Linked DNA regions of Mus musculus: regions 1 and 3 are each linked to region 2. A link is a contact called in public promoter capture Hi-C data. All regions are on one chromosome and are shown on one strand. Each heading gives the region's core, a stretch centred on a gene start, on an enhancer-like site or on the middle of the called end of the contact. The rest is flanking DNA. Distances are from core to core; before and after follow the strand shown. Region 1 holds the start of Ccdc65 (coiled-coil domain containing 65). Region 2 holds the start of Ccdc184 (coiled-coil domain containing 184). Region 3 holds the start of Ddn (dendrin).

Region 1 (3,171 bases), core at 306-2,805, 540 kb after region 2:
TGTCTACCACAGAAAAGAATTCCAGGATGAGTCAGAGTGAGGAAAAGCTGGCTTACTGATGAGACAGAAAAACAGACAGACAGACAGACAGACAGAGACACAAGAGAGAGACAGAAGACTGAAGAGCAGGCATGAGAAGGGCACAGCTGGCTGCCTGGAGGTCACAGTGTGTGATTGGGGGCTTCGATGCTGCTTCAGGTGCAGATATTCCTAGGAGGGAGTGTGCACTGGTGTACATCTTTTTGTTAGCCACAGATTTTGCCCTTGAAAAGTAGGGTTAAAAAAAAATTTTTTTTAAGGAGCTGAAGAGGGCTGGTGAGATGGCTCAGTGGGTAAGAGCACCTGACTGCTCTTCCGAAGGTCCGGAGTTCAAATCCCAGCAACCACATGGTGGCTCACAACCTCCCTCATCTGGAGTGTCTGAAGACAGCTACAGTGTACTTACATATAAATAAATAAATCTTTTTTAAAAAAGGAGCTGAAAAGATGGCTCAGCGGTTAAGAACACTGGCTGCTCTTCCATAGATCTTGAGTTCAATTCCCATCAACTCACAACCATCTGTCATGGGGTCTGATGCCTTCTTCAGGCAAGCAGGTATACATGCAAATGAAGCACTCACACATTTAGAGAGAGAGAGAGAGAGAGAGAGAGAGAGAGAGAGAGAGAAACAAATTTAAGCTGGAAGTGATGACTCCTACATTTGATCCAAGCACTGGGGGTGGGGGATGTGGGGCGAGGCAGAAGTAGATGGATTTCTATCTATACAGTGAGTTTCTGGCCATCCAGGGCTACACTGAAACACTGTCTTAATTTTTTAGTAAGATTTATTTATGTGTATTTGCGTTTCTCTTGCATGTATATGTGTGGACCATGTGTCTACCCCATGTCCACAGAGGTCAGATGAGGGAGTCAGATCCCCTGGGACTGGAGTTATGAACAGTCATGAGCTGCCCATGTGGGTGCTAGGAACCAAACCCAGGTCTTCTGCAAGAGTGGCAAGTGCTCTTTGCCTCTGAGCCATCTCTCTATCACTAAGGAGACAATTTACAAAATATTTTTAAATATTTTATGTGTATGTGTGTTTGTGCACGTTAATGCAGCGTCCACCGAGGCCAGAAAGGCGTGTTTTGATCTCCTGAAACTGGGGTTCCAGGTGCTTGTGATCTCAGACCATTGGGCTTGGCAGTACCTCCCTTACCCAGTGAACCATCTCATTATTTGTATGTATGTGTAAGTGGTTTTGACCTGTTCTACGAAATCCGATGCTGTCTTCTGACCTCTGCAGGCACCAGGCATGCGCACGGTGCTCAGACACACACGTGGACAAACCAGGCATACACCAAATTAAAAAGTAAAATGGAAAAACTATTTGAAGACATTTATTATTTTTTTAAGAGAGACTAGGGTTCTTGATTTAAAAAAAAAAAAAAAAAAAAAAAAAGCCTACTTAAAAGAACTGACTGCGGTCCTCCGGCATGCAGGGGGCGCTGAAGTAATGCTGCCTCCCTATTTCTCACCCCGCGGTCTTAGCGAAGGTCCTTGTTGCTAGGAGACAAGATGCGTCTTTCTGTTCTCCAGCTGGGAGTCGGGTGTCGCCTGAGCACTCTTGGCGTGGAGGACAGAGGTCTAAGGCCCCATTACCTTAGCTCCAGAAGGTCCCTCCCTGTCTATGGGAAGTTTTTCTTTCTAATTCCTCACAAGTGGCTCGTAGCAGCAGGCAGAGGCTCCTTGCCCGGACCCAGTCCGCAGCCCAGCCATGTCTAAAAAAGGAAAAAAGCCCAAGTTGCCCAAGGCACCCCTGTCCGAGGAAGATCAGCTGCTTATATTTCAGCAAAAGATGCTGGCTGACGAAGAGGCAGCCAAGAAGAAAGAGAGACTCCTCACCCAGTTCTTGAAGGTGATGCTCGTCTGCAGTGTGTCCTGCCCAAACCCCCAAACCCCCAAACCCACCGCCCATGCACTGGTACCGTTGCCTGGGGTCGCGTCCTTGTGGCAGGCTCATTTTCATCCTTTCCTATCCCTCTGAAGTCCTTGGTCCCAAAATACATGGGCTTCAGACAACATTGGTTTTTGCCTAGGGCATTCTCTGTGAAACATGGGGGAGGGGAGAATTGAGTTTGGCAGTATCAACCGAGCCCCCAGAATTAGGACAGTGGATGCTGTCAGGTGTCCAAATTCAGCTGTCTTGAATTCTGAGGTTGGGTCTGGAGTGGGGTCGTTAGAAACTCTTCTCTGATGCTTCACCCTGAAGGGAACCCATTCATTGGAAACCACAAACAGGAGCCCCCGAGTGTTGGCTGCCAAGGGCTTTGTTTGTGAGAATACACGGGGACTGGTATTTTTCAGCGTGGTATCGATAGCACCGAGGTGGACCTTTCGCCTTGGCTGAAACGCATGTGATTACTCCTCCCTCAGGACAAGTTGGCCAAAGAAGAACACAACAGCGCTCTAAACCTTAATAAGATTAACACGCAGTGGAGAACCATCCTCAGGGAGGTGAAGACCAGAGAGCTTCACCAAGACATCGAGATCCTCAGCCAGACCTTTGAACGCGTGGTGGACTGTAAGGACAGCGTCATCAAGGTATGCACCCTCTCGGGCGTGGTGGCGCACACCTTTAATCCCAGTACTCGAGAGGCAGAGGCAGGTGGATTTCTGAGTTCAAGGCCAGCCTGGTCTACAGAGTGAGTTCCAGGACAGCCAGGGCTACACAGAGAAACCCTGTCTCAAAAAGACCCCCCCCCAAAAAAAAAAAGAAAGAAAGAAAGAAAGAAAGAAAGAAAGAAAGAAAGAAAAAAGAAAAGGGAAAGGGAAAAGGGAAAAAAGAAGGAAAAGGAAAAGGAAAAAGGGAAAAAAAAAAAAGTATGCACTCTCTCCAGAGAGCAGGCGGGGATGGCTTCCAGACCTTCCTAGGTAGAATGGGCCTAGTGAATTATTTATTATTTATTGTTGTTATTGCTGCTGCTGTTACTATTATTATTAATTATTATTTTGAGACAAAGTCATGTATCCTATTATTGTTATTACTATTATTATTACTTTTGAGACAAAGCCATGCTTTCCTATAATGGCCTCAGACTCACACGTAACAGGATAGATAACCGTGAACTCCCCACCCTCCTACCCCAACTTCCCAACTGCTGGAGTGGCAGGTGTGAGCTACACAGCTG
Region 2 (3,206 bases), core at 29-2,528:
CCAGGGAAATTAAAAAACACACTTGCAGTTACTGAACTACAGGTGACCAATGACACTCACCCACACTTAATTTTTTATACAGTTAGACAGCACTGTTCATTTACTTCTCCTTCCCAGAGTCTTGTAAACTCAGGGTTTTGACCACTTGGCTTCCTTTTATCAAAGCGATGTCAGCGTGTTATAGCCTACAAGATGACTACCTTCCCAGCCTATGTCGTCTCTAAATATATTATAACCAAATTTTCTTCCTCCTCCTCTTCTCCTGCTCTACCCTCTAAGTAGGGGAAGGAGTTTTCACAAAGGACAGGGGTGGTTAGTGGGCATCTAAAGATGGGAACTAGGGGCGCTGGCCCTAATAATTCACTCAATTGCACTTCGGTCCAGTGTTAACTCAGATTTAGAAACACTATTATTCGGTCCGTCAAGAAAACGATGTCAGCTGAGGTCTCTCAGTCATTAAGGGCTGAAAGGAAATTGTATTCAGGTCTTCTGAAGTCCACTATGTGTGGGCTGGAGAATCCTGGGGAGGAGAATGGTACTTGGTGGCTCTTATTTAAGTAGCTATTCCACAAATACATCATCTGCTCTCTGCGTCTCGGACGCTATTTAAAGCGCTGGGGATTCCGTGATGGAGGGTGCAGGGGAGGGGAATCTGTTGTTATGGAGTTTTCATTCTCGGAATTTAAGTACTTAGCTTCATAATTTTCATACCCCCCCAACCTGGGTAGAAACAGCTGGGTCCCATAAGAGACTGTATCTCACCCTGAGCTTTCTGGAGGGAGGGAAAATTGTTTTTTGTTTTTTTTTTTTTTTTTTTTTTTTTTTTTTTTTTTTTTTTGCTGCAGAAGGGAGAAGCAGATCGGTCGCGCCTCCCTCCGCCTTCCTCTGCACCTCCAAGCCTGGTGCTGCCAGCTCGCCTGGGATTATTAACAATCGCTACCCAGTCCTGTGGGCCGCTGGAGGATGGACCTGGCTCTCCCATGGTCCTCCAAGGAAGGAATGCGGAGAGCGGGTGAAAAGCCCCCCCCCCCCCCCCAGGCAGACGGTCTCTCTCCGGCTTGGGGGTGGGGGTCGTGCAGCAAACTGCTTTCTCATGCTGTCCTATTAAACATTGCAGCCACATGCTCTTTGCAGCTTCTCTGAGGCTACTGCAGCATCCCTGCCCCGCCCGTCAGCCCATACAACAGAGCTTCACTGCAGCTTCGGAACCCTGTTCTCTTTCTTCCTCACTTCCTCGTTGCCATGGAGACACACGTCATTTACGTGCCGTGCGTCGCCTTGGAAACGGGGGAGCATCCGCGGCGCCGCCGGGAGACCCGCCCCTGCCTCTCCAGCCGCACTCGCGGGCACTGCTGGTGGATGGCTGGGGGGAGTCCCGAGACTGACGCGCTGCGGGTCCCCGTCTCGACCCCGAGCCCTCTGCGAGCGCCTCTGTGACCTGTGAGCACTCTTTGTCGGTGATTGCCGGGAGGGCGGCGGGGACATAGGTACCACACTGGAGGCGAGCGGGCAAGCCACTTTTGCCCCCTGGGTAAGCCCGAAGATCCTGGTCCCGGGACCCTAGACAGGTCTTCGATCCATAGACTCTTCTCAGCCCTCCTTGATCCCGCCCGTGTCCTCTGCCTGGGGCCGCTCTCTTCACGTAGGCTCCCCGCCCCTCTAGGGAGCCTAGGTGTCCCTGGGCTCCACCCCGTCCCTCCCGGGACCTCTCCCCCTCCACACCCTTCCCCCACCCTGGAGGCCCGCTGGACACGACCCAGAGCTGCCACCGCCCGCTTCTGCCACTCAATGGAGGACAGTCTGCTGGAGATCATGACCAAGGACGGCGGCGACATGCCAGCGCCTCTGGAGGTGTCCACGGTGCCCGCCGTGGGGGACGTGATCTCTGGGGAGTATAACGGCGGTATGAAGGAACTGATGGAGCACCTGAAGGCCCAGCTGCAGGCCCTGTTTGAGGACGTGAGGGCCATGCGAGGGGCACTGGACGAGCAGGCCTCGCACATCCAGGTTCTGTCGGACGACGTGTGCGCCAACCAGCGGGCTATAGTCTCCATGTGCCAGATTATGACCACTGCGCCCCGCCAGGGAGGCTTGGGCGTGGCCGGCGGCAAGGGGAGCTTCCCAAGTGTTCCCCATGAACCAGAGACACCTTCGCCTGGGATCGAGGACAGCGGCTTGCTGGGTCGTGATCCTGATGAAGACGAGGACGAAGAGGAGAAAGAGACACCTAACCCCGCCACACCCACCAGTCACTGCGAGCTCTCTGAGAGCCCCGGTCTCCTTGGGGAGGATGGGCCACTTGTGGAGCCCCCCGACCTTCCTGACATTACCCTGCTGCAGCTGGAGGGCGAGGCCTCTCTGTGAGGGAGACCCCACCAGGGAACCAACTACCCGCGCTGGCTTTGGGTTTCCAAGTGCTTAACCCGAGGGGACTGAACAGTGCGGTGCAGTGTTCTTCACTTCAAACGTGGTCCTTATAGGTCAGGGAGAGAGACTCCCTCACAGAAGGATTTGTAGAGTCAAGGACTTTGGAAGCATCGCGAATTCCACCCAAGCAGGCATCATAGCAAACTGCAGAAAGGTGAGGTTCCCAGAAAGGACGTGCCCATCTCTGGACTCTCATCTATCCCTTTACCTTGCCCCCTTCCCCTCTTCCTAGGAAACAGGAGGACCATTGAATTATGTAAATAAAATTCTGCTTTTTCTATTCTGAAAAAGGAGTCATCTAGGACTTTGGCAAATAATCTCTATTTACCTAGAAATTAAGGAGTTGGGGTATTCTGTTCTGGCAACAGGAAATTTACCCTTTTCCCCAAACCCAAGATATTCAGTGCTCTGCGGAAACCTCTCCCCCTTACAGATCGCTCTGCAACTGCTGATGGGTAAAGGAAGCTTGAGGAGGGAACTGCGGCCCTAGGAGTCAGGGTACTCGGGTTCCCAGGGCCCCTAGGCTGGGAGGAGCTGGCTCTGATGTGCATGAAGACACAAGAGCTCAAGCTCTGGCACTGAGCATGCAGAGCCGAGCCTGCCCCGTCGCTGACTTCACCTGGGATTGCTTGGCCACTCACCTGGGCCTAGAGAACAAAGTGCTCAGGTCGCAGGCAGAGACTTAGGACTGCTCAGCAACTGTCCAGATTTAAGGGGACATCTGAGGAACTCTTGGGGGAGGGGGCGCTGCAGCCCCAAGCTGTCTTTTCTGGCTATAC
Region 3 (3,267 bases), core at 561-3,060, 640 kb after region 2:
GTCACCTTCCAAACTTCCAGGGTCTCATGTTCTGCCCCCTCTCTTTGACCCAGGGACTCTTTCCACCCGGTGCCTCCAGGAGCCCAGGGTCTAGGGAGCGTCTGGCTGTGCCTAACTGGAGGCTTTTTAGGGGAGGCAAGCCAACACGTGGGAAGCCATATCTGCTCACTTCCTTCTTTCCCTTTCCTTGACCCCCTGAGGTGCTGCCTGGACCTGGGAACAGGACGAGGTGGGCTGCTGATCGCGGACCTAGAGAGAGCTGCGTCCGTGCCTGGACCGCCAGTCGTTTTGCCTTGGGAATGACTATCGCCAGCACTGTTCAGGCCAGCAGCAACTAGGCCTGAGCTTTTCTCTATAGCCCCTTTGCAAGACTCTGGCCTAGCTCTGGCTGCTGTACAGCCTGGAGCACCTCCTAAGAGTCCCCGTCCCTGTCTGAGACCCCAAGCTCCTAGAACATCCCGGTAGATTCGAGGATCCAGCCTCTTCTTCGTGCGCCCTCCCTCTGTCCTGGTGGTGGCTGGAACTGGGGCTGATGAGGTGGGCGCCCGGGAGAGCTCCGGGCCTCGCTTAGTCCCCAGGGTCCTGTGGGGACCTTCATAAGAAGGTGGAGCCACATAGGGTGGCGGCCGGTCCCAGCGGCGCCTTGGGGCTGTGCCTGCAGAGCCTCTCAACAGCAGGTGAGCCTCGTAGCTAGGGGGCCCTGGCCTTCTGCCTCCCCATGGCCCCGCCCATGCAACCCCTGGGTCACCCTGCGGGAGCACGGATGGTCGGGGCGCTCGCCCCACCTGCCCGAAGCGCTCTGGTCTGGAGAAAACTGGAAACCCTGTAGGTTGGGCTGCCCGAAGGGCGTTCCGGGGCTCTGGGCGGGGCTGACCTAGGGGACTCCGTCGGGCCCCGCCAGCCTTGCGCCTTTTTCTCTCGGTCTCCTTGGCCTCCCGCTCCTGCGACGCCGCCTTTCTTTTCTCTTGTTCCCGGGCTCGGACCTCGGCGGGGGGGCCCGCCCGCCAGTTGGTTGCCTCCTGCAGCACCCTGGAGGCCCAGGGTCGGCGGGGTGGCGGCTCAGGGGATCCCGGGCGCAGCCTACACCTGGGACAATGAGCAGGAACCCAGGTGAGCAGTTTGCGGGGACAGAGAGCCGAGGTCCGGGGAGCTGGGAGCACTGGAGACCACTTGGGGCAGCCATGTGGGAGGGTTCGTGTGAGTGTCTGAGCGAGTGCACGTGCGTATATGTTAGGGCTAAAGTCGAAATGAGACTCCTCGCCATCTCTCCATGCACACTTTAACAGCGACTGCCCCCATCTCACCGCCTGCCACTAGTACTCCTGTCCCCCTAAACAGCGCTCAATGATTCAGGCCCCAGTCCTCGACGAGTGGGGGGAGGGAGGCGCGGGAAAGAGAAGGGAACAGCAGCAATTGCTGGTGCCAGCGGGGAGGTCTGGACCCCACTTCCCGCCCCACCACTTGCTGCCCCTCACCCCTCCTTCACTCACGTGCGGCTCTGGGGCCCACGGGCCCAGTAGCTGGCCTGGATGTCCATGGACTGTCGAGAAGGAGCGCGACGACTATAATGACAGGAAATAGTCTTCACTTCAATCACCAACAGCTTGGACTTCTGCACCCAGAGGCAGCTGCCGGACTCCTCATCCTGGAGCTCCCGGGGGCTGTCGGGCCCCTCGGAGAATAACGGGCCATCCAGCATCCTGCCCCACCCCACCCCGGCCCCCCACCCTCCCACCCGCCCCGTGAGCCCCCTCCCAACCCAGGGAGCCGGCGCCCACTGCAGAGCGGCAGGCCCAGGGACTGGCAACTATATATACCCGGGCACACGTGTGTGCCTGTCTGTGCGTGTGTGAGTGTGTGCTAGCGCGCGAGCGCGCGCGCATGTGACACGCCGCCGTGGACGGCTCCGCGCTGCTTCCTCCCCCATGTGCACGGCCGCCCCCTGGGGCCTGGGATTGGACGCCCCTTCCCACTCACTGCTCAGGTCCCCCAAGCCTAATGGGACCTGCGAGTGGGCGGGGAGAGACTTCTGATTCTTGCCAAGCTTACGGTGCCCTCTCCTCCAGCCCCCATTTCTTCATCCTTCCCGAAGTTTTAACCCTTTGCTTTCCTGCTTGTCAGGTTGCCTGACCACCAGTGCTCTCTCTATTCCTGCCTGCTCGCCCAGACTCCTTTCTCCGACAGGGAGTGGTGAGAACAGAACTCAAGGTCTCTGCCTGCCACTCGCTGCTGGTTTCCATGGGGTTGGGGTGCAAGAGAGGCTGGCCCACAGCTGGGGGGAGCGGGCTATTTTTAGTGTCGGTGGCATTCGGGTGCAGCTGAGATGAGTAACCAGTTCCTAAGCAGTACAGAGAAGAGGTGCCGCTTTCAGGAAGCTTTTGTGCGACTCTGGGGGAGAGCTGCTCCCCCAAGACCTCAGAAAGGTGCACCTGTATGCCTCAGCTTTCTCTGCTGAGGCGGAACTCCATCTATCCTGGCCACCAAACAGCAGGACGACTCCTACTCTAAATATGGGTGTCCTTGGGCACCCACAGAGCCTTCCCTGAGCAGCAGGCTAGCTCCCCTAACCCAGAAGCCAGGATTCTAGGGTTACACAGTTCCGTGCCCACACAGCTCTTCCAAGCCTTATGTGGGGTGCAGATAGAGTGCTTAAATACATTTGTACCCTAACAGAGGGGGATGGACTAGAGTGCTCCTGTGGCACAGCCAAATCCCCTAGCAACAGAAAAGATAAAAGTGGCCTTTCTTTCCTAGGTCGGGGCTCTAGTTCACTTGACTGGCATGGTGTGGTGCAGCTCACCTTTTGGACTCACTCGATTCTGGGGGGTTGCTGCTTGCATCCTCGGGATCCCTCCCCCTATGCCTGTACCAGGTGTCCCCTGATTCACCATGGTAATGTTAGTGGCAGCACAGCCCACGCCAACCTTCCATGCAGAGACTTAGCAACCATGCCTGGCAACCATAGCAGCAGCTCAGGGGAGGGGAGAAGTGTAGGGAGCGGGATGAGAGGGTGGCAATGGCTCCTGAGGAAGAAGGGACCATTTGCTGCTCCTGACTTTAGGAACAGAAGCCTGTGGGCTTGCAAAGTGTGTCTATCCCCATTTTCCTCAGCTGCTTCCCAGGAGCTGAGACTTGGTGGGGTAAATGGGAGAGACAAAAGTTGGTTTTTCATAGAAGTACAAGGAGCATTTGGATACAGAGCCTTCTTTTTAAGGGGACAGGGACCAAAGAATTGTTATAGGTCACACTCATTGAGAAACAGCAAAG

The links. Promoter capture Hi-C pulls out the DNA fragments that hold promoters and counts their contacts. Capture Hi-C pulls out chosen DNA fragments and counts their contacts.
Region 1: a promoter capture Hi-C map of adipose tissue shows a contact between it and region 2. The contact joins the promoter of Ccdc65 here to the promoter of Ccdc184 in region 2. A contact is called at or near these places in 1 of 39 promoter capture datasets (pre-B cells) and 2 of 9 other capture datasets (adipose tissue and pancreatic islet).
Region 3: a promoter capture Hi-C map of pre-B cells shows a contact between it and region 2, with 3 times the contacts expected there. The contact joins the promoter of Ddn here to the promoter of Ccdc184 in region 2. A contact is called at or near these places in 3 of 39 promoter capture datasets (the 3T3-L1 cell line, pre-B cells and stem cell-derived epiblast-like cells) and 1 of 484 Hi-C or Micro-C datasets (embryonic stem cells).

What each region holds. Positions count from the first base shown.
Region 1 is chr15:98,706,639-98,709,809 of GRCm38.p6, forward strand. Ccdc65 (coiled-coil domain containing 65) reads left to right here and starts at 1,556. Exons shown (of 8, transcript NM_153518.2): 1 at 1,556-1,898; 2 at 2,417-2,584. The coding sequence starts at 1,758.
Region 2 is chr15:98,166,528-98,169,733 of GRCm38.p6, forward strand. Ccdc184 (coiled-coil domain containing 184) reads left to right here and starts at 1,279. Exons shown (of 1, transcript NM_177716.3): 1 at 1,279-3,206. The coding sequence starts at 1,789. The coding sequence ends at 2,364.
Region 3 is chr15:98,806,115-98,809,381 of GRCm38.p6, forward strand. It overlaps Ddn (dendrin), which reads right to left and starts at 1,811. Exons shown (of 2, transcript NM_001013741.1): 1 at 1,491-1,811; 2 at 1-1,086. The coding sequence starts at 1,699. B130046B21Rik (a long non-coding RNA gene) reads left to right here and starts at 201. Exons shown (of 3, transcript XR_003951472.1): 1 at 201-1,110; 2 at 2,122-2,208; 3 at 2,755-3,267.